Regions from separate parts of the Mus musculus genome. Here regions 1, 2, 3, 5, 6 and 7 are each linked to region 4. A link is a contact called in public Micro-C and promoter capture Hi-C data. All regions are on one chromosome and are shown on one strand. The core of a region is the stretch at or near the end of the contact, and the rest is flanking DNA. Distances in the headings are between cores, read along the strand shown. Region 1 holds the start of Wdr73 (WD repeat domain 73). Region 2 holds the start of Alpk3 (alpha-kinase 3). Region 3 holds the start of Mesp1 (mesoderm posterior 1). Region 4 holds the start of Fes (feline sarcoma oncogene). Region 5 holds the start of Pde8a (phosphodiesterase 8A). Region 6 holds the start of Sec11a (SEC11 homolog A, signal peptidase complex subunit). Region 7 holds the start of Slc28a1 (solute carrier family 28 (sodium-coupled nucleoside transporter), member 1).

Region 1 (2,700 bases), core at 183-2,682, 510 kb after region 4:
GCCTGCAAATGCTGGATGCCCTGGAAAGGAGTTACAGCAAGTTGTGAACTGCAATGTGGGTGCCAGGAGTCAAACGCAGATCCTCTGGAAGCGCAGAGTGCTCTGAGCCCCCGAACCATCTCTCCAGCCCACGTCTATTTCTGATAAAGTAAGACTGCTCTTTGCCTGTAGCAGCTCTCCTGCGACCACCTGCTTGTCCTTGGCATTCATCCCCATGCACAGGGGCCTTGTTCTAGACTTTGGTTTTGTTTTTCTTTTTTTTTGAGACAGGGTTTCTCTGTGTAACCTTGGATGTCCTGGAACTCGTTCTGTAGACCAAGCTGGCCCCAAACTCACAGAGATTCACCTGCCTCTGCCTCCCAAGTGCCTGGATTAAAGGTTTGCACACGCCGCCGCCCGCCCCCCCCCCCTCCTTCTGTGGCAGCCCCAGGTACTTGTCAGGCAGAGTAACAGGCACTCCAGAAATGCATAATAAATTGACACAGATAATCAGCTTCTCTATTTAAGTTACCTGGTTTTCCTGTACAGAGAGCCTGAGAGGTAGTATCAAATGAAGAATCTCATTTTTTTTCAAACTTTCATAACCAGCAACAAAGACTCCTGAAATAAAACAGTAACTATGACAAAGAGTTAGAAATATCGTGGATCGTGGCTGGATTTATAAATTCTCCCAATACCTTCCCCATTCTCTGAGTAGCCTTGTGTCAGGGGATGGAAGTTGAATGGGTCTCCCTAGCGGCTCAGACTTTAAAATTCAGCCCATGAGGCAGAAACGCATCTCGTTTAGTAGCAGGCAAGATATATTACCTTTTTCACCAATCCACTCAAGGACTCGAGTGGCTCCTGAGAGGTCAAATGCATGGAAGTCTTGGTACCTGCAGGATAGGGTTACAAAAATCACGCGACGCACAGCTAACCAAGAACTGGGAGATCGCTGAAGGACTGGTGGAACCAGGCTCTGGAGTTAGGTAAACATGGGGCTGAATCTTTTCTTCTGCATTTTCCTCCCTGGTGTATGAGACCGGGCTGGCCATAAGGAACCAAGCCTTGGTTCCTCACCTGCGGAACTCCCATAAAGTTGATTTCCCCAAGTTGAGGTGAACAATCAGGAGAAACCTGTGTTCAAGTTAACCTAGAATCCGGCCCAGGGTAACCGGCCATGTGTGCCTTATCAGCCCTCACATGCGCGGATCTGGTCACATTACTTGCTTACAAAGGACCCAGAGTCCCAGAGCTAGAGGCCGGGGGTCAGGACCTCCATCGGTCCGTGCCTGGGCACTGCCCACGAGCCCACAACCGCACGCGCCCTCTCCCATTGCCCATCAGACCCGCCCACGGGCCAATTTACAATCGCAAAGACTCCACGAGCCAGTCCTCAGCGAGCTCCATAGCAACTGTGGCTTCCGTCGCTCCACTTCCGCCAGCCAGACTTCCTGGGCAGGCGCGCGCTCTCGCGAGGAGAGGGCGTGGTCTTCCGCTGGCTGGGGCGGAAGCGCTCAGCGCTGCGCGAAGCCCTGTTGATGTTTCTTCTGTTCTGTGTGCAGAGTCCGGGTGAAAACGACGCAAAAAAACCAGATCCATCGATGTCAGCTACAAGCAGGATCGGAGACATCAAATATACCCCTAATGTATATTTAGGATCAAGAATGTGCAGCCAAAGAGCTGTCAGTGTCCCAAAGCAGGTACAATACAGACTTAATTGGCACTTCAAGTGAACAGTTAATTTAAGTTTGCGTGTATTGTCCGTAAAGGATACTTAAGGACTTTTTTATTTTTTAAAATGAAAGGAATCTTGTTTAACTGGGGATGTAGCTCAGCTGCTAGAGTGCTTGCCCGGCATGCACGGAGTTAGCTTTTCAGTACCCCGTAAAAATAGACAAAAAACCCAGCGCGGTGGCGCATGACTGATCAGAAGTTTTAGGTCATCATCTGCTGCATAGAGAGTTCGAGGCCAGTCTACTGTTACACAGGACACGATCAACAAAGTATCTGACATTCCAACTTAATTTTTATTCGATAACTTTGGCAACATGTATGGAGGACCCTACATTCGGAGAAGAAAAAGAACACAGCAGGGCTGGATTCTAGTGTGGCTCTCTCCCGTATGCACCAGGTAGTGCACTAAAGTTTGCCATGGGGATCAAAGGTGGGGCGAGTGCAGCATAGTGTAGGTAGCCCCCCACTGCAGGGGAAGAAGCTTTTGGTAGCAGAACTCACTCGTGGCTGGATCAGTGCAGCCAACACAACACCTGACTGCTGAGAGCTGGCTGGCTGGTGCCATGGTGGGGGGTGATGGGGCTTTTCTAAGACCACCCTAGCTCTCTGAACATGCCACCCTCCAGAACCCTTCCCTCTTTCCTCAAATGTGGGTGGAAGGAGAGGCCCAGACATTCTGTGTAAAGAGCAGTATTTTTATTCACCACTTCACCAGGGAAGCAAGAAATACAGCAGGAAAGACTTTGTGTCTGCATCATTAACATTCCTGGTGACCCAACCAGAAATCACAGTAACAGATTAACACATTTGAGCTTAGGATTTACATCCAGAGGAGGCCACTGCTAGGGTTCCATTGTCAGCTTCCCTGGATGGACACATTCTAAGCCCAGCATCCGGTTTGTTCCATTATTGGCATCACTTCTGCAGTAGTGGCTCCAGCAGCCTCCTGTACTGAAGGCAAGAAGGGAAGACTTGACTCTGGAG
Region 2 (2,700 bases), core at 177-2,676, 670 kb after region 4:
CCTGAGATCATGTGACCCCAGTTGGTAAATATTTAAAAGCTGGTACTGAAGCTAGAGGGATCTTAAGGCATGCATCTTCAGAAGACTCAAGAACAAAGATGAATGGGGGCGTGTGCTCACAACACAACTCCTCCACCCGAGGCTCAGGGATCATTGTTGAAGAGAAAGGGGGAAGACTGTAGAAACAAGAAGTTTCGGTAACAGTGTATCTCCTAGAAATGTCAGAAATTATATACATGAAGTCTCACCAACACCTAGACATGCTGCCTAAACATGACCTGATGAGGGATGATACAAGTAACCGTGCTGTCATGGAACAGGGAAAGTTCACAGGGCCTCAAACCTAAACAAATAACTATAGGCAATTAAGGAATGCTGAGAGCCAGAGAAACAGTCTTCCCCAAGGGGAAGCAGACCAACTGGTTATCCAGTACCAAACGGTCAGCCTGAAGATATACACACACGTAACATTATACAGACTGGGCAGGTTGTGTGTGTGTGTGTGTGTGGTGTAACAACAATTAAAGAAATATTTGTAACAAGAATTAAAGAAAAAGAGGCCATGAAATTGAAATAGAGTGAGCAGGAGAGCAAAGGAGAGCTTAGAGGCAGGAAAGAAAAGAAAATATAGGGAATGCATTTTTTTTTTAAAGAGTGTTTTGGTAAGTCAGGAATGAAGGCACACACCTGTAGTCTCAGCAATTGCCTTGAAGCCAGGACTGAGAGAGAGAATAAACAAATATTTCGGTGAAGACCTTTGATTGGCCCAGGTTAGGTCTGTGGTCAGGGACAGATAAACCCACTGTGGTCACTCCCAAAAACTAAGCGCCAGGTTTAAGCTGTGCTTAGCAGCTTGCTCTGGGAACGGTGAAGGATAGAATCGTTTTTCTAAGCATTAGGACTTGGCCCATTTTCTGACCTTAGGAAATGGAGCCTGAAGGGATGGAAGAGGTTGGATTATTCTAGAAGCCTTTGATGAACCACTAATCTATGCTAGATACTGCTAAGGGTTTGGGGGAGACACACAATGTATACCCAGGAATCTTGGGCTCCTTTGGATAGAGGGAGGTCACTGATAGAGGTGACAGAGTATGTCTTAAGTAGTGGCCCACAGACCACTGGCTGGTGGCTGTCAGTGTGGCCCCTTTCAGGATCTATCTTAAGCTCTCCTCCCCTAGGAACTCTTCTCTACCCTCGTTCTACTTGTTTCTCTAAAAACTGAAAGAAAGCCAGAAGAAAGTTGTGAGGAGGCTGGGGTTCTAAGGACCCTTTCTTTCTGTCTCTGGGTCGGCATTCACGGAGTTTCTCTGCAGGCCTCCCTGGCTCCCGGGTTAGGCTGAGTAGCTGCCTAAACCGGGGGAGGGACAGCAGCAGGTGACAGCAGCCCCGGGTTATAAATAGGGGCGCGCGTCAGAGTCGGGCAGGAGCCGGGGCTGGAGGCAGGGGCTGCGGTGCCATGGGGTCGCGGAGGGCCGCGGGCCGGGGCTGGGGCCTGGGTGGTCGAGCAGGAGCTGGTGGAGATAGCGAGGACGACGGGCCGGTGTGGACGCCCGGCCCAGCCAGTCGCAGCTACTTGCTTAGCGTGCGGCCAGAGGCTAGGTGAGTCGCCCAGGGCCCTGGGTTGCCCCAGGCTGCTCTGTCCTTTGGGTGGTGGCCGGGTGTGGCCAGGCTCTCAAAAGCACTCTGAAATCTGGAGGCCTGGGTAAAACCGGGGCCCTCAAACTTTCTCAACCCTAAGGCCCTGAGGACCCTCTTGGTACCCTTTTGGTCCCTTGAGGGCCCCAGGGTTTCAAATGTGTGGCCCAAGAGGGGAAAGGCCATAGTTTGGAGTGATTTTACAGGGGCCCTTTCCTTATCTCCCTCGCCCACACCAAGCTAACCCCAGGGCTGAATTCCACAGTTAGTGATAAGGGGATCCAGAGTGGCTGAAATTCCTCAGGCTTCAAAGGAGGGGACTGCTGGTTGATGGGTGTGGGGGGAGCCATTAGAGGCTGTTTAGCTTAGAGTCCGAGATCGGCCTTGTGATAACTGAAGTTCCTCCCCTGGGCCTAGGGCTTTGGCCTTCCTGCACTGTGTTGTGTCTGGTTGAGAGGAAGGTGCCAGGAGGTGGCTGTTTGTTGGCCTTGTCTGGGGATCTAGGGAGGATCTGTGGCTTGAAGCTCAGAAGGAGTCAATTGCCCTGCCCAGTGGGACCCAGTAGGGGTTGAACTGGCACAGGAGGGGTGGGACTGGTGAACCCTTTATTGGCCTTGCAGAAAGAGACATTGGAAGGCTTTGTTTTAGGAGCTAGGTTATCCCTAGTTGCAAAGGATACACAGACACTAGGCAAGCCTTGCAAAAGACACTCTAAGAACAAGATGCAGACACCCAAGAACAAGTGCATCGCCCTGGAGACACGGAGACAGGAACTTCCTGCCCCTTGTGGGCAGCTCAGCTTCCCTCTGCTCCTGAGCCCATTTTCCAAAAGGAAATGTAACAGGGTGGGCCTTGGAGTAGGCTGTTACTTCTTAGCACCAAAATTTAGCTTGCGTAACTTGCTTCTCTGAGACACTATTTACAGACTTCTGCTCTCCGCTCAGAGAGAGAGAGAGAGAGAGAGAGAGAGAGAATAAATACATACAGGCTCGAAGGACAGTCAGGAAAAGAAGCCCTGGGCACTTCCTGGATCGTCAGAGTCCTATTGACCTTGGAGTTGGAAAA
Region 3 (2,700 bases), core at 36-2,535, 590 kb before region 4:
CTTCATCTTTAGAGCGTGTACCCTATTGGGCGCCTCCTTCCAAGGAGGGTTGGAATGGTACAGTCTGGATGAGGGCCAGCTCCCACCCCGGGATGCCCATGTTGGTATCACTGCCGCCTCTTCCAGGATCTACTCCCTCCGAAGGTGCCAAGACCAAAGGAAAAGTGTCTGTGCTCAGACAGGGTGACAATCATCCGTTGCATTGTCCCCTCCACTCTTCAGGCAGGCGGCCACTCCTGCGGCGGCGTCCAGGTTTCTAGAAGAGCCAGCATGTCGCTGCTGAAGAGCTGCAGGAAGAGTGAACAGCGCCACAATCAACACCTGCCCCAGGGTCAGGTCCGCGCTCATCCGCTCCACGCTCAAGGTTAAGCGAGCAAGCAAAGCGTCCTTAATCCCTGCCTGTCCAACTCCCACCCTGTTCGGACACCCAGGGCACACGGGGATGCGCCCAAGGGAGATCCTGAGTGCAGCAGAGAGGCTGGTCCGCGACGTGGGGCTGTGCGTCGCGCACCAACAGTAGGGGGCGCCACCTCGACAGTGTGGGGGAAGGGGTTACTAACCGGAGATGAGGGACTGGGCTCCATTTCCTGCCTTTCCTGGGATGCTGTTTCTGCGTACAGGAACGATGGGTCCCACGATTCTGCGGCGACTCGGGGTCTAGGGTAGGCAGGCGGGGATCCCCACGACACCCCGCTGCAGACGGCCGGGCTTAAACGGGGACCGAGCGACTGCGACTGCGCCAGGTCGCTGTCGGGGCACAGCGGGCAGCCTCGAGGTGACACCGCGTGCCGCTGTCGCCGGAGGTTGTCCTCGCTGAGTCCCAGCACAGCCGACAGGTGGCCAATGTAGCGGATGGCCAGGCGCAGCGTCTCGATCTTGGTCAGGTTCTGGCCGGTTGGTGCCACGGATGGCGGCAAGAAGCGGCGCAGCTCGTGCAGCGCGCGGGCGAGTGTGCGCATACGTAGCTTCTCCCGCTCGCTGGCGCTCTGCCGCTGTCCGCTACCCAGGCGGCTACCGTGCGTCCCGCGCCTACCCGGGGTCCCAGCACGCCGGGCCGGGCGGGCGCAGGGTGGTGCAGGGCTGCTGGCCTGGGCACCGTCCCACGGGTCCGAGGACCAGGCTGGGGAGCAGACGCTGTTCCCATCGGAAGGCATCGGTGGCTGCCGACCAGCGGGACTCAGGATCCAGGACTCGGAGCGCGGCTCGCACAGGGGCTGGGCCATGGCAGCGGAGGCCTGACCATTGGGTCCGCTGTAGCTTTATCCTGAGCCCTAGGTGTGAAGCGGGCCCCTTCCAGAATTCATCAGCATATCAAAGCCGGCTCGAGCCAGGAGGGGGGCAGGGCCTGAACCCTTTGAACCATAGCAGGGGCTCTGAGGTGCAGGACCCCTTAGTCCAGTCTGCTCCACCTGGACCATATTTGGGGCCTCAGTAAGTCAGGCACCTATGGCCAGGACTGCCAGTTGAAAGAACCATGCTCAGAGAACTGAAGTCTAGCTCCTAGGCTTAGGGTACACCTTCATTTATTAGGGACCCTACGCCATTTTTTTCCATCACTTTAATTTACAAATTGTATAACAAGAGACTTCGGGATTGCATTGGCCAACTGTGGACTAGGGACCTCTAGACACGGAGAGAACTCTAGTTCAGTCCTTCCCAGAGGCTTGGATGTGGCCTGTAGTCCTCCCTGATGTCCAGGCTATGGGAGGCACATTGAAGAAACCATCCCGACCGACCTGTGAGGTTGCTGGGGTGTCCGGGCAGGGGGAGAGGTGAGCCTGCCTCCCCACACTACAAGTCACTTCTAGTCTTGGCAAGATGGGGAGCTTGGTCCCCTTCCCAGCCCTCCCATGACTGGAGCTCTGCTGCTTTGGTCAGCTACAGTGAGTAAAAAGTCCTTTGACAAAACTCAACTCCTTGAGCTGGTGGCACACTTGGGAGGTGAAGGCAGGAGGGTCAGGAGTTCAAGGCCAGGCCTAGCTGTATATGGCCCAGGTTAACATGGGCTACATAAGATCCTGTGTTGGAAAAAACAAAACAAAACAAAACAAAACCCAAAAACCCTGAAAAGCAGAAACCTTCATCTGTCCCAATGGCAGTTTTATAATCTATTTCATAGGATGCTACCTGTTAGGTTCATAGGCTGCCTTTTATTTTTTAAAGATGTGTGTGTGTGTGTGTGTGTGTGTGTGTGTGTGTGTGTGTGTGTGCTGGTGCCCCCACACAGGCCAGAGGTGTCACGTTCCTTAGGATCGGGCCTTGCAGGCAATTGTAAGCTGCCTGAGGTGGCTTCTGGGAACAGAACCTTGGGTTCTTCAAGAGCAACATGTGCTCTTCTTAACTGCTGAGCCGTCTCTCCAGTGTTCTTCCTCCCACATCTTGAAACATGGTCTCATGTAGCCCAGGCTAGCCTCAAACTTACTCTAACCCAGCTGGCCTTTAGCTCCTGATCCTGCTGCCTCAGCTTACTGCAGTTGTGAGCCTGGCTGTTGAGGATGCCTGCTCTTACCATACCTGTTCAGTGTTGTACTGAATGAAGGGACTAGGTTGGAAAAATAAAGAGAAATAAATACAAATTGAGAGATTAAAGCAAACCTGTCCCCACTTATATGTGACATGCTTATTAATAAAGTCTCCAGAAGTTGGGCATACACGCACATGCCTGTAATTCCAACATTTGGAAAATGAAGGCAAGAGGAG
Region 4 (2,700 bases), core at 132-2,631:
GGCCTCTGGGGCCCTGGCGGGGTCCACTCTAAGCACACTTGCCCCCCCCCCCCAAGTCCCTCACAGTGGCTCAACAGGCCCTGTAGCAAGTTAGCCAAAGTTGTGAGAGGAAAGGAGGAAGCTGCAGCGGCAAGGCCACACAGGCCATCCTGGAGCTGGGCCTGCGGTCAGTGACTTCTGCTTCCCTAAGCACTCTTGTGTAAAACTGCACCTTATTGCGACAGCGTCCTCTGGGTGCCCGCCTACCTTGGTGAGCTCCTGCTGCAGCTGCTGCCACTGCTCGTTGTACGTCTTTCTCAGGTGCTGCCGCTCCCGGATCAGCACGCTCAGTTTGCTCAAGGGCCCCGAGTTCAGATCTTCTGCATGCTGCCGCAGCACCCGGCTCAAGTTCTCGGTCTGGCTTGTTATCTCTGCCCAGGACTACAGCACATTGTGGGATAGGGAAATGGGAAGAACAGGGCAATGGCCCGCAAGCCTGGGTTTGCATCCTTTCCAACCCCACCTCTAAGCGGGGAGGTGATGAGGGCAAGTGAATGGGAGAGCTCACGGAAGCTCACCTGGCTGACAGGGCTGTCGGGGCCGCTGCTCCAGCTCTGGCCTCCGCTGTCCTGCAAGGACATGTGGTGAAGCAATCCTGCATATTCCCGGTCACTCTTGACCCTCTGGGCCATCCACTTCCTCATGCCCTCCAATAAGCGCAGCTCAGCTTCCTGCATCTGCTGCACTGCCCCGTGGCCCTGGGGGCTGCACAGCTCTGAAGAGAAGCCCATAATGGTGTCCTGGGGACAGAAACCGGGTCATTCAGTGGAGACAAAAGAAGCGGCTGGTGATGGAAGATGAGGCTACGGTCGAAGAGGGCTGCGGGCGGGACATGGGTGGGGTTCTGCTTAGAAAAAAAAAAAAAATACCAAGAGGTGCAGAGAGCAGCCTGGACTGGGGCTGGCCCTTCTGCTTCCGATGTACTAGACTAGATTTCAGAGCCAGTGGTCCTGTTTCCAGGAACCAGACTGGAGGTCCCTAACAGGACCCTTCCCCCACACCATTCCTGGGTGTTACCGACTCCTGCCCTGCCCAGGGCCTTCAACAGTGCTGGACTGCGGCCTCCGGGAGCCACCGAAAAAAAACCCTATCACTGGGCTTTCCTGCTCTTCCCAAGATCCTAGCCCCACCCCCATCAGGTTTCAGGTTCCCAGAACACCCGCCTGGCCCCTTTCCGGTGCCCAGCCCTGCCCGTGTTCCACATAAACTCCTGGATCTCGAAGGTGGAGTTACCTTTCTCGGGCAGCTGCTCCTGGGGTAGGTGGCGGTGGACCGACTAAGGCCCAGAATCTGCCGGGCCAGTTCCTGATTCCTGCTTCCTCCTCCGTGGTTTCAGTTGCCCTAGGCCGCGGGGCGGGTCCACTATAGGGAAGAGAGAGCACAGCCCACCCCCCCATCCTGCTCCCCACTCTGCGTGCCCTGGGCCACAGCCTACAGCGACAGCTCAGCCACGGAAACGGAAGGGAGGAGGAGGCCGGCAAAGAATGGCCATGCGAAGAGTGGCCTGTGAACCAGGCACTCTCCAGGGTCCCGCGAACGCGGGGGAAGGAACCCAAAATGCAGTGGGGATGGACTCAAGGTGAGGCCTCAGGCAGGGTGTTGGGACCCCCGGGGCACCCAGGGTGTGTGGACTAATGTGAATCCTGACAGCGTGCTAGGGTGCCAGGGGGACATAGAGGAAGGAAGCCTAATCCTGTCCCTCCTCTGGATTCCCTAAGGAGACCTCAGGCGCCAGCCACTATTTGCATATAAAATCTCCAAGTCAAAATCCTAAGCAGAGGCCTGCTTCTCGGGCCCGGGTTCCGGTAGCACCCTTTCTCTCAGGCAGGGCGTTGAGTCTCAGTGGCAGCCTGGGCCAGCGTGGGGTATAGAACTGAGGAGAAATTATTTCCCCATGAGGGACTCAGGTTCCCCCAGCCATTCAATCCTGGTTTGCTGGGGTTTTTTTTGTTTGTTTGTTTTGTTTTTTCTTTTATTTTGAGAAAGGGTCTCTCTGTGTAGTCCTAGAACTTGCTATGTAGATCAGGCTGGCCTCAGATGAAGAGATGCCCTGCCTCTGCCTCCCAAATGCTGAGATTAAAGGTGAGCTCGGCTAGCTGTGATAAACACCAGAACTGAAAGCAGCCTGGAGAGAGAGATTGTCTGATTTAAGGATTAGAGTCCACCACCAAGGGAAGTCAGGGCTGGAGCTGAAACAGGAACCACGGAGGACACTGCTCGCTGGCCACTTGCTTTCACAGGCACCCCAGGATCTTTGTATGGGAAGGTAGACACCCCCAGTACACCGGGCCTTTCCACATCAGCCAGTATCAAAATGCTCCACCGACTTGCCCACAGGCCAATCCAATGGAGGCAACTTCTCAACTGAAGCTTCTCTTCCCAGGTGACACTAGCTTATGTCATGATAAAACCAAGGAGCACACAGATCTGGGTTCACTCAGGATCCCCTCAGACCTCAGCAGTGGAAGCCCTAGACCTCTTAGAGGCATTTAAGCCTTCTGACTTAAGCCAAACTGGCCCCTAGTTCCCACCCTTCCCCAGTCAAACAGCTAAGGGTCCCGAGAAGAGCTATAGACACTGGAGACCGGGCTTGGTTTGCATAGTCTGCACGTTTAATCACTTTAAAACCTCTAACATTATCTCGTGTCCATTAAATAGAAC
Region 5 (2,700 bases), core at 123-2,622, 830 kb after region 4:
CCAGTCCGCGAGGGGAGGGCCGGGGCTTCCTGGAGCTTCACTAGCAAGGTCACTGTGGAGTTGTCAAGGCCAGACTTTTGGTGGGCGGAGAGAAGAGCCTTAGACTTGTACGTGCATCTTGGCTAAAGGCAATTTCTCTAGGGATCCAGCTACCAGCTGAAAAAAAACAAAACAAAACAAAAAAAAACAAAACAAAAAATCTACCCTCTAAGACTGCTAGTTGAAAACACCACAGACTGGGTGGAATAACGGGTGTCAGTACAAAAACTTTTCCTGTTTTTCAAGACACCTTGGAGGAGCCAGTCATATTTTTATAGGACAGCGTGCTTTAACTTGACAAAGGAGCCGCGTGCCAAAGGCCAGAAAAGAGAACCAGTTTCTAAAGCTGCTCCAGCCTTATCCGCTCCGGAAGCCGCCCTGTATCCTCCTTTGGTGGCGAAGATCGATGCTCAAGGACGTTGCAGCTGCCACAGGGACCAAGCACCTGTGTCTGTCACAGCAGGGACTTCAGCCCGGAGCACATCTCCGGGTCTTAACAGTAGCCAGTCCGCGGGCAGGAGTCTCAGCCACTCAGGGTCGCACCCGGGTGCGTGTAGGAAAGGTGTGGACTGAGGAAAGGAAGCTACGTCCCGGTCCCGCCAGGGTCCCGGTGGACCTAGAGAGCAAAGAAGGGCGGGAAGGCCCTCGAAGTGGCTGGCTCTGGGTATCAGATGCACACCCAGGGGCGTCGCCCTCCAGTTTCAGCTACCGAGAGGTTAAGAGACTCATCTGGAGTCACACAGCTAGCTATCTGGTAGCACTTGGGGGGCTGCAGTTCTGATCCCTGCTGGACGGACGCACAACTCTTCATTTGGTTCGGATCCTTGGGACTGTCGAACCTGGAATCGTCCTTTGGTTAAGAGGACCGGCTTTCCCTAACCAACTTCGAAATATTGCAGTCCCACAGGTCTGAGTGCAACCAGAGGCGTGACGTGCCAGGTCTTGGAGCAAGGGCTATCCCTGGTAATAACGCCTGGGACCTGGAGTGTAGTTCCCCATGGACTTCGGAACGCTTCGGACTGAGGTCCTTCCAACTGGTCTCTTAACGGACGATAGCTCCAAATCTCAAACACAGTGACCTGACAGTGAACGAACTCGGTAGCCCCTGAAGCAGAATGGCTCTGTATCCTTCAGCAAGTCCTTTCCTTTCTCCGGACGGGCTGGCTAGGTGCCCCTGCGGTCGCGGCCGCGCATGCTCTTGGACGGGCGGTACAGGGAGCGGGCGGCGGGCGCCCCAGCTGCTTTGCATTGACGCCAGCAGCCGCTGGAGGTCACCGCTGGGGGCTGGGCGCGGCGAGTTGCCCGCAAGACGCGGTCCGGAGCACGGAGCGGGAGTCTCGGATGCTCAACTCCTGGCTCGCGCAGCCGCCTCGGCGCTTCTCGACGGCGCGGCCCGACCGGAGTCGAGGCGCTCGCTCCGTCAGCGAGCGGGTCCCCAGCTCGGAGTGCGGGCGCCGAGGGCTGGGCTCCCCTACGGTAGCCCGACTAGGGGCGCTCACCCAGCCGTCCGCCGGGCCGAGGAGAGGCACCGCCAGGCGAGCGAGCGCCCGTTTCCTCGAGAGTCAGACGAGGCGAGGGCGGCGGTGCAAACGCGGCGCGGGCTCGCGGCTCCCGGTGGCGAGAGCGCAAATCTCCACCCCCGACATTTCCCCGGAAGCGCGGCGGCTGCGGCGCGCGCGGCGATGTGAGGGAGACAGCGGCGGCTCCCGCCTCAGGAAGGGCATGTTCGGAGGGGCGTCCGCGGCGCGCCTCTCGCCCCAGCGCCCCCTCCCCACGGCCGCCGCGCCCGCAGCGCAATAAAAGGGGCGGCCGCGCTTCCTGACGCGAGACCCGCGCTTGCCGCCGCCGCCCACCCGCCTGCCCGCCCGCCCGCTCAGGCCGCGATGACACGGCGCCCGCGGCGGCCCCGAGGCGCCGGGCGGGCCGTTTGCTGACCGGATCGCGGCTGCCCGCCAGCGAGTCCGCGGTGCCGCCGCCGCCAGTATGGGCTGCGCCCCGAGCATCCACACTTCCGAAAACCGAACGTTTAGCCACAGCGACGGCGAGGACGAGGACGTGGACGTGGACGTCCCGGGCCCCGCGCCGAGATCTATTCAGCGATGGTCGACCGCGCCCGGGCTCGTGGAGCCTCAGCCTCGGGATAACGGCGCCTCGAAGGTGAGCCGCACTGGGAGGGCGGGGAAACAAACGCGGGGCACTGGGGGCCCTCTAGGCAGCCGCCCTGGCGTTGACCGACGCCAGCCGCCCGCGTTTGCGGGCTGTCGCGGACCGAGGCTTAACAGGGCTATGACGCGGCGCCGCGGGATCCGCCGTGTCCGTTCCTTCCCGGCCGGGGTCGGACGCGGCGAGTCAGTTTTCTCCCAGCGGGGTGGGTGGGGGACCCGGGATATCCCCGGCACGTTCCTGACATGGTAAACCAGAGTGCACTTTGCTCTGGCATTCCCAGAGTAGAAAGGCAAGGGTTGTCCGCACTGGGAAGGGTCTTAGATGCCACCAGTTCCCCCCCCCCCTCACCCCCTGCCTAGCTTATCCCAACCTCTGTCCTCTCATTGCACAAGCAGTTTCACTTTTCCACTTTTTTGGGGGCCATTGAAATGTAACCTGGAACATAGGTTTGGCTTCACTGCACGCTTTATCTGAAGTTCAGGTTTGTTAGCATAC
Region 6 (2,700 bases), core at 85-2,584, 560 kb after region 4:
AAAGAAAATACGGTTATTTACCCTGACTCAAGATGCGAAGGCAGGAGTCCAGCTCAAAGCCAGCTTGGGCTACACGGTGAGTTCCAGGCAACAGGGCAGAGTCATACCAGCCAGTGATGCCATGTTGTGACATATATCTATAAATCTACCTCTCATGAGGCTGAGGCAGGAGGACTACATAGCAAGACTCTGTCTCGAAATAAAGTAATAAAAATAAGGTCTTTCAAAACTAGAAGCGCGGTTCTGGTAGCCTGTGATGAATGCAAGGCCCTGGTATTGATCCCCATCACCGAAATAGGAGTCCATACAGAAGACAGTTAAGTGACAGCTACTCCTTAAAGCTGTTCTGACTGGAATGTCTCACAATTTTGTATGTATGTCTAAGAAGAGACGGACCTACTTTTCTATGTAATAATTATAAACAGGGCAAAACAAAGTCCTGTTCCAAAATAAACCAAATCTTTAAATGAGACAATTCTTAATACCAAAATACGAGGGGGGTAGGGAGGCAGGGAAAAGGTCAATTGCTACCAGAACATTCGGTTCAGGAGACAAAAAGGTGACCGTGTTCTCAGTACCTTCTAACACATGAGCTAGAAGACAGCAAGACTGAAGGATAAAATCTGATTTAAGTTTCAAGATTTCTGTTCCACTGACATCTATCATCAAAGATTCAGTGGACTGTCACCTTTCTGCCAAGGAAACTGGCACACAAGTGGTATAACAGATTCAACTCCGAGCTTAGAGTGACCCTAGTTAAAATGGATGAAGCTCACTGAGGTCTAGCTGGGCTGAAAGGTGGCTACACAATGAAAGCAACACAACGGCTCCTGTGGGACCTGTAATGGCTTTCCCCAGAGCCCCACCAGAAACGGTTAAGTCTGCCGCTTTACAGTGTCCCAAACTCCCACTTACAAAGCGCCCTATAGTTTTCACTTACTCCCCTGCCTCCTCGGGGGGAAGGGATCGCAAAGGTTCTCTCCTTCCCTCTCGGTCCCCCGAATCTGGTGCTATGAATGGGGGCAAAGAGGTCTTGGCTACCTACAGTCTGCAAAGAAAGAAATGATCCATACAGGCAACCGACCCACGCAGGCCCTCAATCCCGCCCAGAGATCCGCGGGGCGCCCCGCAACGGCAAAGAGACCAGAGGAACCCTGGCAGAGAGAGAGAGGGCGGCCCGTCTCACCTGCCTCTTGTTCATCCGCCGCACATCGTCTAGAAAGTCTAGAGACAGCATGGTGAGATGGAGAGCGCGACAACTAGCAGCCAAGAGGGCGCGATAGAACCACCAAGAGGGACCGCTGCAACACGGGCCGGGCTCACCGTGGACAGAACCCCCTGATGCCTGCACTTCCGCTTCCGGGGCGGGAGCAGGCGAAGCTCCTCCCTTCTGAGCAGAGAATGGACAAAGAATGACTTGTGAGCCCCCTAGAACAGCCCAGGGCCTGGCCTTGTCAAAAAAGGACCGTAGCCTTCTCCGGCCGAGAACCGGCTGAAGGCTGCTTTCTGTGCTCAGCCCGCGCGGCGGCTCCCGAAGACAGTGACCCTAGGTTAGCTAAGCCCACAGCGTGCGGAAGGCGGGCCCTTGGACAGGCCTGGCCAATCGGAAGCCGAGTCTGCGCCAGCGCGAAGTCGGTGTCTTCCTGCGTGCTGCTGGGGCACGGGTGTGGCTCGGGACGTGGTGCCTTGCTGTTTGTTCTCAGGTGGAGCACGCTGCGGTTCGCTACCGGAAGCTGTGTGTGTCTTTTAAAGCATTGTATACACACACACACACACACACACACACACACACACACACACACACACACGCCAATTGATCACAAGATGCCTTAGTGTCATGAGGGCACTGGTGGTGCAGGTGGCCAGGAAGACCCGTCTCAGTTTTGACCTTTACCAACAGTGATTTGCTTTGTCTCCTGACACTTGGATGTGAGCCATTTATTTGACCCGCAAATTTTCACAGGGGCGGGGATTAGAAGTGACATCATTGCCATGGGGTTTCTTTTGGTGGGTGATAGATGTACAACTCCATGTATATACTAAAACCATTGAATTGTGCGCCTTAGTGGACTGTATGGTATGTGAATTATAGCACAATAAAGTAGGTGTGAGAATGGAAAGGAAACCGCTGATGTCTTGTTCACTGTTAAATTCCCAGTGGTGGCCGCACAGCTGGCATGTATAAGGCACAAAATCAGTACTTGAATTTAAAGAGAGGAAAGAGAGAAAGACTATCTTCAACTATTAGTAGAAACCTTACATTTACTGAGATGGGATAGGAAATGTTTAGAATTTCCAAGTTAGAAAGTTTTATAAAAGAAAATACATAGAAACCCCCATGGGGTGCCCCATAGGTATCCCAGCTTCCGTGACAGTACCAGATATGTGTATCAGAATGACTTCTTCATTAATAACTGTTGATGTGGTTCTCGATCTAAATTCTGGCTAGTAGAAACCTTCACATAAGCTTGTCAGTGTTAAATTCAACCTAAGTTCAAATTAAGTGGGAATGAGCTTTGACCCTGTATTTTGTGCCTTGAAGAGCCCCAAGAGCAGCTCAAAATCCTGTGGGTCCAAAAAAGGTGAATAAGCTATTTAGTTGGGAAGCTTTAAAAGCATCTCGTACAAGTGGGTGATGGGGGGAAGACAGGTAGATCTCTGCAAGTTCGAGGCCAGCCTGGTCTAAATAGTGAATTCCAG
Region 7 (2,912 bases), core at 37-2,536, 730 kb after region 4:
CTGGCCCCATCCCAGTCTTGCTCAAGGTAAACATTTATCTTATGATCAAGGGGACCAGTGACCTGACAGTGGGTATTGTATCTCGAGATACAATATACGTATGTGTCCATGTGTGCGTATATGTATCTCCAGATACAATATACGTATGTATCCATGTGTGTGTATATGTATCTCCAGATACAATATAGGTATGTGTCCATGTGTGTGTATATGTATCTCCAGATACAATATAGGTATGTGTCCATGTGTATGTGTGTGTATATGTATATTCAGATAAGCAAGTTGTGAAAACCCTGCAACAGTACAATTTCCTATTGGAAAATGAATAACAAAATAGTGTATACTTAAGGGGAAATAAGAAAAATTCTTAGGCTCTGTATATTTCTATAACACCTTCATGCTTCATTCCGCATGACCAGGGGTGTGGAGATGCACACCTGGAATCCCAGTATTGGACATGTGGAGGCCAGAGGATTGGGTGTTTAGGGCTAACTTCGGCTACATAGCAGGTTCAAAGTCAGGCTGGGTTAGATGAGACGATATTCTCCTAACCCCAATAGAAACAGATAGTTTCTAAGAACAGGGGGTACCACTTATGTCCAGCCTCTTCTTTTCCATTTTTCCAAAACAGCCAGTGTATGCCTCTGTGTGAGGCATCTTTTGTATCATAAAAGATAATTAATTATTAAAGAGTGTGCATCATCAATTATTAAATCCTGTCAGGTAAGTTTAAATTTAGTTTGAAGACTGTAGATGAAAGTGTTGTCCCCCAACTTTGCACGTGTAACTCGGGTGTCACTCTAGGAAGAAAGGGGAGAAGGAAATGGTGTGATTTTGGCTTGTTTCTGCGACTGTGTGATGCTTAGCCCCGAGCCACCACCTGTTTGTGATAAAGACAGCGCTTTCAATATCTTCTAGTTTTGGAAAACGAGTCGCCGATACTGTGAGAAAAGGAGGCTGAGCCACAACACGAAGACACATTTCCAGGATGCTGACAGAAAGAGGAGGGAGAGAGTAACCAAGGTGGCTTCCCAAAGGAGGCGTCCTGGAGCAAGGCCAGGAAGAGGTTGGTTTGGGAAAGGGCAGCAGACAGAGGGCAGGACCACAGAGGACCCGGCTTGAGTGAGCCAGGCTACCCCATCATGCTTTTTCTGAAACAGGCTGGGGTCCCCGCCCCTGCGGTGGCCCTGAGCTCTGGGGAAGCCCAACCTACTTCAGTTTTGGACTCTGCCCAGGAATTTCCACAGAAGTGAACAGGCCAAAGCCCAAGCAGGTTGGACCCAGCCCTCCCACAGCAACCTGTGCTTCAGTCAGTCAGTTCTTAACAGTCAATCCCTCCTGACGCTGCCTTCTCACTACAAATCTGTGAGTAGTGTGGGCTCCTCTCCTCTCCGTACAGCAGTGAATGCGAGTGCCCAGGTAGCAGGCATCCCCCAGCCCTGGCTGCATGCTCCACATGCCCTCTGAGGGTCTGTGTCTGGGGAAGATCTGCTTAGCCAGCTGCTGTTGAGTAGGGAAGGCCTAAGGTGTGGGCAAGAGAGGGACCGCAGTGGGGAAACGGGAGTTTGGGCTCTCATTTGCAGGTGAGCTAACATCTAAAAGCAGCTTCACTGAGAATGAGGAATGTTCGGTTTTGAGTGGAACAGTCCTGGGTAGCGCTGGCTTCAAGATGGATGAAATGAGCACTTCCTCCCCTGCCAATGATTTTCACCGGTTGTAGGAAGTAAAGATAACTAAGGGCTCTTTTCTGAGCCGTGCCCACACCAGTGCCTACGCCATCCCCTCTTTCCCTTCCTGGTGACTGGTGACTAAGGGACAGTTCACTGTTGGAGCTTACAAGGACTTGCATCTCCCAGGATCAGGAGAGAGGGCAGAAAGGGTGTCTCTCCCACTCTCCCCTTCTCTCTCCCTCTCCCTTTCCCCTCCCCCTCGCCCTCCCTCTCTGGTTCCTTTTCTCTCTCCTGGCCCTCCTTTCGGCTGTGGACCCTCTGTGACATCTTTGTCTTTCAGCTGAAGAGCCTAGCACATGGCAGACGACACACCGAGGCAACGAGAGTCCATTTCCCTCACACCTGTGGCCCATGGCCTGGAGAACATGGGGGCCGAGTTCCTGGAAATAATGGTCTGTCCTCTTCCCCTATAGCACCTCCTCAGCCTGACTGGCATCTCACAGGGGTGTGGGGTGGTGTGGGGCTCAGCTTGATTGGCATCTCACTAGGTGGGGTGGCTCAGTTTGACTAGCAGCTCATAGTGGGAGGGCCCCTCAGCTTGACTGGCAGCTATGGGCTGGGGGACTGTGTGTTTCACTCTGTGCTCTGAGCTCTGCTTGTGTAGTACCTCCCCAGCACAAAGCACCCCCTTTATTTCACCCCTTAAACATGTTCTGAGTACCCACTGTGTGATGTACCCACTGTGTGCTGTCAGCAAAGGTCCCAGGAGGGAAGAACATCTGGTCTACAAGATGAGAGGGGAAGCAGATGATGGGGTGGGGTGTCCTTGGCATTTAAAGAACTTGCCATCTTGTCTTGGCTCCCCAAAGGCCAAGCAGAGGACTGAAAAGCTTGACATGATACCTTCTGCCCTCCCTCCCTTCCCTAACAAGGCTCCCTCTTCTTTACCAAGTGCCCCCTAGCCCCCTACTTGGACAGTGCAGTAAGAAGTGCCCTGGAGTCATGCAGTGGGGCGGGCCTGCCTGGGATCTTCCTTAAGGGTTTCCTTCGGGTCTCCAGGAAGCCAGAGTGAAATGCTGAGGCAGGATATGTCTGTACATAGTAGATGCTCAATGCATGCATTGAAGAATTTAATTAAGAGGCACCCCATTTCCCATGCAGCAGTCCAGTCTCTATCTCAGTCTTCTCATGAGGTGCTTGTGTGTGCATGGGGCTGCCAGGGTCTTCCTTATCTCCGTGCTC

What was found. Promoter capture Hi-C pulls out the DNA fragments that hold promoters and counts their contacts. Hi-C and Micro-C count contacts between places; a contact is called where the count stands out from the background.
Region 1: a promoter capture Hi-C map of liver shows a contact between it and region 4, with 3 times the contacts expected there. The contact joins the promoter of Wdr73 here to the promoter of Fes in region 4. A contact is called at or near these places in 17 of 39 promoter capture datasets (the 3T3-L1 cell line, the C10 cell line, cranial neural crest and 10 more), 1 of 15 datasets of contacts at CTCF or cohesin (embryonic stem cells) and 4 of 115 datasets of contacts at active chromatin or transcription factors (embryonic forebrain, embryonic limb bud, large pre-B cells and 1 more).
Region 2: a Micro-C map of embryonic stem cells shows a contact between it and region 4, with 2.5 times the contacts expected there. The contact joins the promoter of Alpk3 here to the promoter of Fes in region 4. A contact is called at or near these places in 5 of 39 promoter capture datasets (embryonic stem cells, hippocampal neurons, liver and 2 more), 1 of 15 datasets of contacts at CTCF or cohesin (embryonic stem cells), 5 of 484 Hi-C or Micro-C datasets (the G1E-ER4 cell line and embryonic stem cells), 3 of 115 datasets of contacts at active chromatin or transcription factors (embryonic stem cells and large pre-B cells) and 1 of 9 other capture datasets (embryonic stem cells).
Region 3: a promoter capture Hi-C map of pre-B cells shows a contact between it and region 4, with 7 times the contacts expected there. The contact joins the promoter of Mesp1 here to the promoter of Fes in region 4. A contact is called at or near these places in 2 of 39 promoter capture datasets (hippocampal neurons and pre-B cells), 1 of 15 datasets of contacts at CTCF or cohesin (embryonic stem cells), 3 of 484 Hi-C or Micro-C datasets (B cells, the N1E-115 cell line and pro-B cells) and 1 of 9 other capture datasets (embryonic stem cells).
Region 5: a contact with region 4 is called in a promoter capture Hi-C map of pre-B cells, with 2.6 times the contacts expected there. The contact joins the promoter of Pde8a here to the promoter of Fes in region 4. A contact is called at or near these places in 3 of 39 promoter capture datasets (pre-B cells, second pharyngeal arch cranial neural crest and stem cell-derived epiblast-like cells), 1 of 484 Hi-C or Micro-C datasets (CD4 T cells) and 1 of 115 datasets of contacts at active chromatin or transcription factors (large pre-B cells).
Region 6: a contact with region 4 is called in a promoter capture Hi-C map of liver, with 4 times the contacts expected there. The contact joins the promoter of Sec11a here to the promoter of Fes in region 4. A contact is called at or near these places in 14 of 39 promoter capture datasets (the 3T3-L1 cell line, the SN4741 cell line, embryonic stem cells and 9 more), 1 of 115 datasets of contacts at active chromatin or transcription factors (differentiating embryonic stem cells) and 1 of 9 other capture datasets (liver).
Region 7: a contact with region 4 is called in a promoter capture Hi-C map of liver, with 4 times the contacts expected there. The contact joins the promoter of Slc28a1 here to the promoter of Fes in region 4. A contact is called at or near these places in 8 of 39 promoter capture datasets (embryonic stem cells, frontonasal cranial neural crest, hippocampal neurons and 2 more), 1 of 484 Hi-C or Micro-C datasets (embryonic stem cells) and 1 of 9 other capture datasets (embryonic stem cells).

The regions. Positions count from the first base shown.
Region 1 is chr7:80,899,837-80,902,536 of GRCm38.p6, forward strand. Wdr73 (WD repeat domain 73) reads right to left here and starts at 1,433. Exons shown (of 8, transcript NM_028026.2): 1 at 1,349-1,433; 2 at 808-875; 3 at 512-600. The coding sequence starts at 1,389. Nmb (neuromedin B) reads right to left here. Exons shown (of 3, transcript NM_026523.4): 3 at 2,391-2,667. The coding sequence ends at 2,632.
Region 2 is chr7:81,056,174-81,058,873 of GRCm38.p6, forward strand. It overlaps Alpk3 (alpha-kinase 3), which reads left to right and starts at 1,427. Exons shown (of 14, transcript NM_054085.2): 1 at 1,427-1,599. The coding sequence starts at 1,457.
Region 3 is chr7:79,792,305-79,795,004 of GRCm38.p6, forward strand. It overlaps Mesp1 (mesoderm posterior 1), which reads right to left and starts at 1,286. Exons shown (of 2, transcript NM_008588.2): 1 at 561-1,286; 2 at 1-287. The coding sequence starts at 1,223. The coding sequence ends at 219.
Region 4 is chr7:80,386,565-80,389,264 of GRCm38.p6, forward strand. Fes (feline sarcoma oncogene) reads right to left here and starts at 1,382. Exons shown (of 19, transcript NM_010194.2): 1 at 1,273-1,382; 2 at 558-779; 3 at 247-420. The coding sequence starts at 770. It overlaps Furin (furin (paired basic amino acid cleaving enzyme)), which reads right to left. Exons shown (of 16, transcript NM_011046.3): 16 at 2,630-2,700.
Region 5 is chr7:81,211,893-81,214,592 of GRCm38.p6, forward strand. Pde8a (phosphodiesterase 8A) reads left to right here and starts at 1,373. Exons shown (of 22, transcript NM_008803.3): 1 at 1,373-2,196. The coding sequence starts at 2,023.
Region 6 is chr7:80,946,216-80,948,915 of GRCm38.p6, forward strand. Sec11a (SEC11 homolog A, signal peptidase complex subunit) reads right to left here and starts at 1,335. Exons shown (of 6, transcript NM_019951.1): 1 at 1,187-1,335. The coding sequence starts at 1,237.
Region 7 is chr7:81,113,513-81,116,424 of GRCm38.p6, forward strand. Slc28a1 (solute carrier family 28 (sodium-coupled nucleoside transporter), member 1) reads left to right here and starts at 1,287. Exons shown (of 18, transcript NM_001004184.3): 1 at 1,287-1,365; 2 at 2,011-2,122. The coding sequence starts at 2,027.